Regions from separate parts of the Oryctolagus cuniculus genome. Here region 2 is linked to region 1. A link is a contact called in public Hi-C data. All regions are on one chromosome and are shown on one strand. Each heading gives the region's core, a stretch centred on a gene start, on an enhancer-like site or on the middle of the called end of the contact. The rest is flanking DNA. Distances are from core to core; before and after follow the strand shown.

Region 1 (2,930 bases), core at 415-2,914:
GACTCGCCAAAGCACCAGCAGTTGCCGAAGAGTAACCTGCCTGTGCCGCCGAGGCCCGCGGCCTTAGGTAGCATTGCAGGTCCTGGCCCCTGGTGGGGGGAGGCTGCTCATTGCCAGGCCAAGGCCAGCCAGGCTGCTGGAGCCCCTGGAGGCTGCTGTTTCTACAGTGGGGGTCGGGCCAGGTCAGCAGGTGCCTGCTCAGACGGCGGCTCTGCGCCTGGTCCCTGGTGCCCAGGGAGCCACACAGGGCAGACGTTGTGTGTGCCAAGGAGCAGGGGAGGCTGGTGGTGACCACGGGAGACCTTGTGTGTTGGAGAAGGGGACAGCATGCTGCCGGGGACGGGCCTGGGCCTCACAGTCAGATGAGTGGATTCAAGACCCCAGCCTGCCCCTCGTCAGCCGGGACACCTTGGGCAGGTCTCCCTACCTGGAGGCGGGGTTCTGCCCCGAGGGTGGTAAGAGGATGAATGAGGTGGTGCCCCTGGGTCGGAGCCCGTGGACCTCTCACTGAGTGGTACCAGCCGTGGCCGTCTGCGGCAGCATCCTCAGTGAGGCTTCCTGGAGGAGGTGATATTGGAGTTGGAGACCGGAAGAGATGGCGCGGGAGGAAGTGAGTGCAGAAGGCTGAGGAAGTGAGGGAATGGGTGAGGGGGAGGTGCGTGAAGGGGTGGGGCGGCCTTCCTGTGGGAGGAGGGGCTTGAGGAAGACAGGGGCAGTGGCACCTGGGGATCTGCTCCCCGTCTCTCAAGCTGGAGCGTTCCCACCACTGTCCCCTGTGCATCCGCCTGCCTGAGCTCAGCATGGGGGCCACCCTCTGTAGCCAGGCTTCCTTCTCGGGCCCCTGGGGTCCCGGTGCTGTCAGCGGAGGTGGTGGAAGGGGTCCAGACCTGAGACACGGGTGGTGGCAAGGTGTGATGGGACCATGCGGCCGTCAGAATGGATGGGCGCCTCTCCGGACGGGATCTGAGCGAGAGAGCCGGGCACCCAGGCTGGGGAGAGCTAGGGGACATAGCGTATTGGAGCGAATGCACCTGGCAGGCCGAGAGCTTGGTCTGTATTCAGACCCAGGCTTGTAAGGGAACAGGTGCCGGTCTTCCTGCTGTTTCTCCTCCCCCTCCCTCTCCTACTAGACGCACACGGGGTTTGCTGGGTGTGAAGCAGGTGACATTCCACCCCAGGTTTTATGAGCCTGGTGTTCCCGGGCTGAGCGCCCGCTTGGCAGCTGGGCAGAGAGGATTCCCCTGGGTGCCTGCCTTAGCGGGGAGGCTGGGACCACCTTAAAGTTAGGAGTCTGGCCGGACTTTGCAATGTAAAATACTGGGCGGCTTCCCAGGCTGCCGCGGGCGCTCGGGCCCCTGTCCCACACAGGCTAATTCCCAATTCCCGAGCACCGTCTCAGCCCAGGCAAGTGTGACTGTCAGGGCAGGGTGGGGAAGGAGCCACCCGCTGAGCGGGGCAGGAAACCTGCGGATCACAGATGGAGTTGTTGGCCCACACAGGGGGTCCTGCTGGCAGTTAGTGCACCGACTGGGCTGCGTCATGGAGAACCAGGTCCCCGAAGGTCACGAGACCTTGGCACTGCCGGGACGGCTCCTGGGGCCATCGTGCGGGGAGAGCTCCCGGGCTCAGAGTCCCCGAGGGAGGAGGAGCTGGCAGGCTGCTGCGTCTGTCGGGGAGCAGCTCCGTGCACTGGGAGGGACGCTGGGAGAGCCAGGGGCTTGGTGTCACAGGGCGGCGACAGCGGCCACCGCCAAGGTTGCAGGCAGGGAGGAAGGAGCCCACGAGTTTGAGTTCTTTGTACCCTCTTTGTGCTTTACATTTTTTCATGTTAAAAACATAACGACTTTATTTCTTTGAGAGGCAGGCGAACAGAGCTCCTATCCATTGCTTCATCTCCAGATGTCTGCAATGGCCAACGGTGGCAGCTGGGAGCCGGGAACTCAACCCGGGTCTCCCCTGTGGGAGGCAGGGGCCGGGTCACTTGAACCATCACCATTGCCTTAGCAGGAAGCTGGAGCAGGGGCTGGAGCTGGGGCCTGAACCCAGACGCTCTGGTGGGGCGCAGGTGCCTCACTGCTAGGCTAAATGCCCGCCCGTTGGACCTTTGTGTCCACTTCCTAAAGCAGGGGAAGAAATGCTTCGGGGCTACTTTCAGGAGTGGGCGGCGTGCGGCAGGATGAGCTGGGCAGCTCGTGAGGGTGGTGAGCTGATTCCCGGGCCCCGGATGGACTGCTCTAGTGAGCGCACGCCCGTCTGTGCGGCCCCTCCTCCATCATACCTGGGGAGGCGCTGCTCTCCTAGGCTGGGCTCTGCCCCGCGTGGGTGGGCCAGGGAGCTCCGGGCAGCAGATGCCGGGCCCCCACCTGCAGGCTGGGAGGGGGTCGAGTCTGCTGCAGGTGGCACTCGGTGGGGACACGGAGCTGCATGTGTGGGGGAGCTTTCTGTCACATCGGCAGAGAAGCCGCGGTAACTTCTGGGTACTGCGCCTCACTGGGACTCCAGCCTGGAGCGCGTTGTTGGCTGGGGTGGGCTGGAGGGCTCACGAGCAGCACGGCTGCTGGCTTCTGCACCCAGTGGGCTTTCCAGTCTGAAGTTAGCTGGGGTGGGCAGGGCCGCACAGATGGGTCGGTGCTGCCCCCACGTGGTGACGCTGGGCTGGTGACTGGAATGTGGCTGCAGCTCCTCTCCCAAAACACGTTTTCTCTCCCTCCCGAGTCTTGGGAGATACATGGGAAATGTACAGATGGTGGCCACGGAGCCACCATTCTTGCGTGTCGCACAAGGTGCTCTCTGTGGTCCTGATGGATCCACTTTCAGAGTAGGTCTGATGATCCCATTTTAGAGATAGAAGAACCCAAGGTTACCACGTGCACCCCTGTGGGATGTGACATTTACAGAATGGACAGCGCGTTCCTTATGCCTGGGTCTTT
Region 2 (2,927 bases), core at 283-2,782, 110 kb before region 1:
ATGGCCTGGGAAAGCAGTAGATGGCCCAAGAGCTTGGGCCCCTGCACCCATGTGGGAGACCCAGAGGAGGCTCCTGGCTCCAGATTGGCACAGCTCTGGCCATTGTGGCCAACTGGGGAGTGAACCAGCAGATGGAAGACCTCTCTCTGCCTCTGCTTGTTCAAATAAATAAATAAATAAATAAATATTTTTCAAAAAATTAAGTAAACCAACCATCAAAACCTGGTTAGTGAACCTGCATCAACGTGGGAAACCCACAGCCCCTGCCCTGGGCACAGGCTGCCCACCAGGAAGGCCCAGCAGCCCCTGCAGATACACGTCTACTCCCGAGAGCCGTGCACAGGCCGCGTGCAGGACAGGAGGACACGGAGGGCAGGGTGCGGCCGGGATGCGGATCTGAGGCAGGGGAGGCTGGGGTCGGAGAAGAGCAAGGGCGCAGAGACGGTTTCCAGCACTAGACGGGGTGTGGCAGGGGCCAGCGAGGTGTGACAAGATCAGCCAGTGAGCCTGGGGCAGGCCTGCAGTGTCCGGTGTGTCAGGTGTGCGTCGCCATCCATGTCCCAGCTGCTCTGCTCCGATCCAGCTCCCTGCTAATGGCCTGGGAAGAGCAGCGGAAGACGGCCCCGATGTCTGGGGCCCTGCGCACACGTGGGAGACACAGACGAAGCTCCTGGCTTTGGCCTGGACTAGCCAGGCGGAGGGTGAACCAGCAGGCAAACGATCTCTGTCTCTCCCTCTCTGGAACTCTTGCTAAAAAACAAAACGAAGAGGTGTGGCCCTCAGCGGAGAGGAGACCCGGGAAACACGGGGCCTCTGAAAGCAAGGCGGGAGGGGCTTGGGATGGGCGGGAGTGAAAAGAAGAGGCAGAACACCAGCAGACGGGGTGGCAAGATGTTCATTTACAGAAGACACAAACACGCAGGGGACTGCTGCCCGCACGTTCCCGCGCGACCCCGGGACCACCAGAAGCAGGACTCCCGGCCTCGGCAGTGCCCCCCTGCTGTCTGGACACCCCCTTCCCCGGTTTTCCTCTCCTTATTCCTTCTTCTGTTCTTAAATGTCCGTGTATTCCTGGTTCTCTTCCCTTCTGCATTCTCTCGACGTGACCCCAGTGTAAACTCTCACACAGAACCTGAACTTGACATCTGTCCAACCCAATACATGGGGTGGGCACCGACTGACACACAAACTCCTTGCCCAAATCCTCATTTTCATTAAGCCTAAAACTCGTTCACCCTATACCCATTGTTCCTATACTATCAAAAAGAAAAAAAAATCCCCAGCTAGCCCAATGACGACGGACAGTGCCCTGTGCTTTTCTTTGGCTTGTTTTAACAACTTCTTGTGAAAGGGTGTGCGTGGATGCTGCGGTGCTGACCCCTGCGCCAGCAAAGCCCAGCACACACACCTGCCGCAGGCAGGCGTCACCAACCCTCACTCTGCCAGCTCAGACACGCAGGGGGCACTCTACAGGTCGGGGCGCTGCCCAGCGCTGGGACGGACGATGACGGTGACAAAGGCCCTCGGGGGCTCACAGTAGAGTGGCCAACGACTGAGCAAGCTGAGGCACGGGGGTGAGTGACTCGCCCCATGAGGTAGAAGAGCCAGGTGCTGGATGGGCGGGGCCAGGGCTGAGGGGGCGGGGCATCACTGCGCACGGAGTACAGAACAGTGCACAGAGCCGGTCTGCAGAACAGCTCGGCTTCCAACCTGCACCACGAGCCGCTGGGACACGGGCACTCTGCAGCAGCTGAGGTCAGCCGCTGTCTGTATCCAGCGTGAACCCTGGGCTCCATATTAAAACACTTTAATTAAACCCGAGGACTCAACCGTGGAGCACAGCCACGGCCCTTCCACACGCAGAAGCCGGGGAAAGCTCTCCTGTAACCCGCACCCAGAGGGGCCTAGCAAGTTAGAGCCCCGAGCTACGAGGGCGCCTGTCCGCCACTGCCCGCGTGCGCGTTATCTGGGCTGTACAGGGTGCGATGCGTCACCTGGACAGAGCTCGTGAGACTTCGCCGTTATACAGATCTGCAGAGACCAGTCAGATTCGCGAGCGCACGCACGAAGCGGTATAAGGCAACCTCTTCCTCCCTCGCGGGGAGGGCCGTGTCCCGGAGCTCCGCTGCCCGTGTGTCCCGAGTCTCGGGAGGCGAGCTGCCCACGTCACTGAGTCGCCGGATGCAGGAACCGAGATCACCCAGCAATCTGGGCAGTGGCCTGCGCAGCGCGGCCGATGCTGTGCTGAGCGCACGTCGGGGAGGATTTATTGCTCGGACGTGACGCAGTTAACCATCCGGGACGTTCGCGACGGCGCAGTCCGTGAACTCAAACACCCTCAGTTGTTCGTCTCAGGCAACGCTTCCCCTTGCTGGGGCGGATTTTCTTCTGAAAAGGCACACAGGAGAGCAGTCGCCTCAGTGAGGGTCTGAGAGGAGAAGGGGCTTCCTTTTTTTTTTTGACAGGCAGAATGGACAGTGAGAGAGAGAGACGAGAGACAGAGAGAAAGGTCTTCCTTTGCCGTTGGTTCACCCTCCAATGGCCACTGAGGCCGGCACACCGCGCTGATCCGATGGCAGGAGCCAGGTACTTCTCCTGGTCTCCCATGGGGTGCAGGGCCTAAGTACTTGGGCCATCCTCCACTGCACTCCCGGGCCACAGCAGAGAGCTGGCCTGGAAGAGGGGCAACCGGGACAGAATCCGGCGCCCGGACCGGGACTAGAACCCGGTGTGCCGGCGCCGCAAGGCGGAGGATTAGCCTAGTGAGTCGTGGCGCCAGCCGGGGCTTACTTTTTAACTCAGGTTTTTGCGGACAGGAAGAGGACAGGTACCTGAAGGTCACAGAGCGCACTCAAAGTCACACACACTGAAACCGCTGGGCTCCATCTTCCCAGCCACAAAGGGCGTGCGTTTACCTTGCTCGGGGC

Evidence for each region. Hi-C and Micro-C count contacts between places; a contact is called where the count stands out from the background.
Region 2: a contact with region 1 is called in a Hi-C map of psoas muscle, with 13 times the contacts expected there. The contact joins two enhancer-like sites. A contact is called at or near these places in 3 of 6 Hi-C or Micro-C datasets (ear pinna, psoas muscle and an unstated tissue).

The regions. Positions count from the first base shown.
Region 1 is chr2:191,152,210-191,155,139 of mOryCun1.1, reverse strand. GREB1 (growth regulating estrogen receptor binding 1) reads left to right here. Exons shown (of 33, transcript XM_070069452.1): 7 at 1-67. Among named protein-coding and RNA genes, the nearest start is that of NTSR2, 58 kb to the right of the region's middle. Within about 2 kb of position 1,664, at least 1 of the 8 cell types and tissues checked has an H3K27ac peak or open chromatin away from gene starts, as enhancers often do.
Region 2 is chr2:191,258,091-191,261,017 of mOryCun1.1, reverse strand. E2F6 (E2F transcription factor 6) reads right to left here. Exons shown (of 7, transcript XM_002722396.5): 6 at 2,916-2,927; 7 at 878-2,388. The coding sequence ends at 2,339. Among named protein-coding and RNA genes, the nearest start is that of E2F6, 12 kb to the right of the region's middle. Within about 2 kb of position 1,532, at least 1 of the 8 cell types and tissues checked has an H3K27ac peak or open chromatin away from gene starts, as enhancers often do.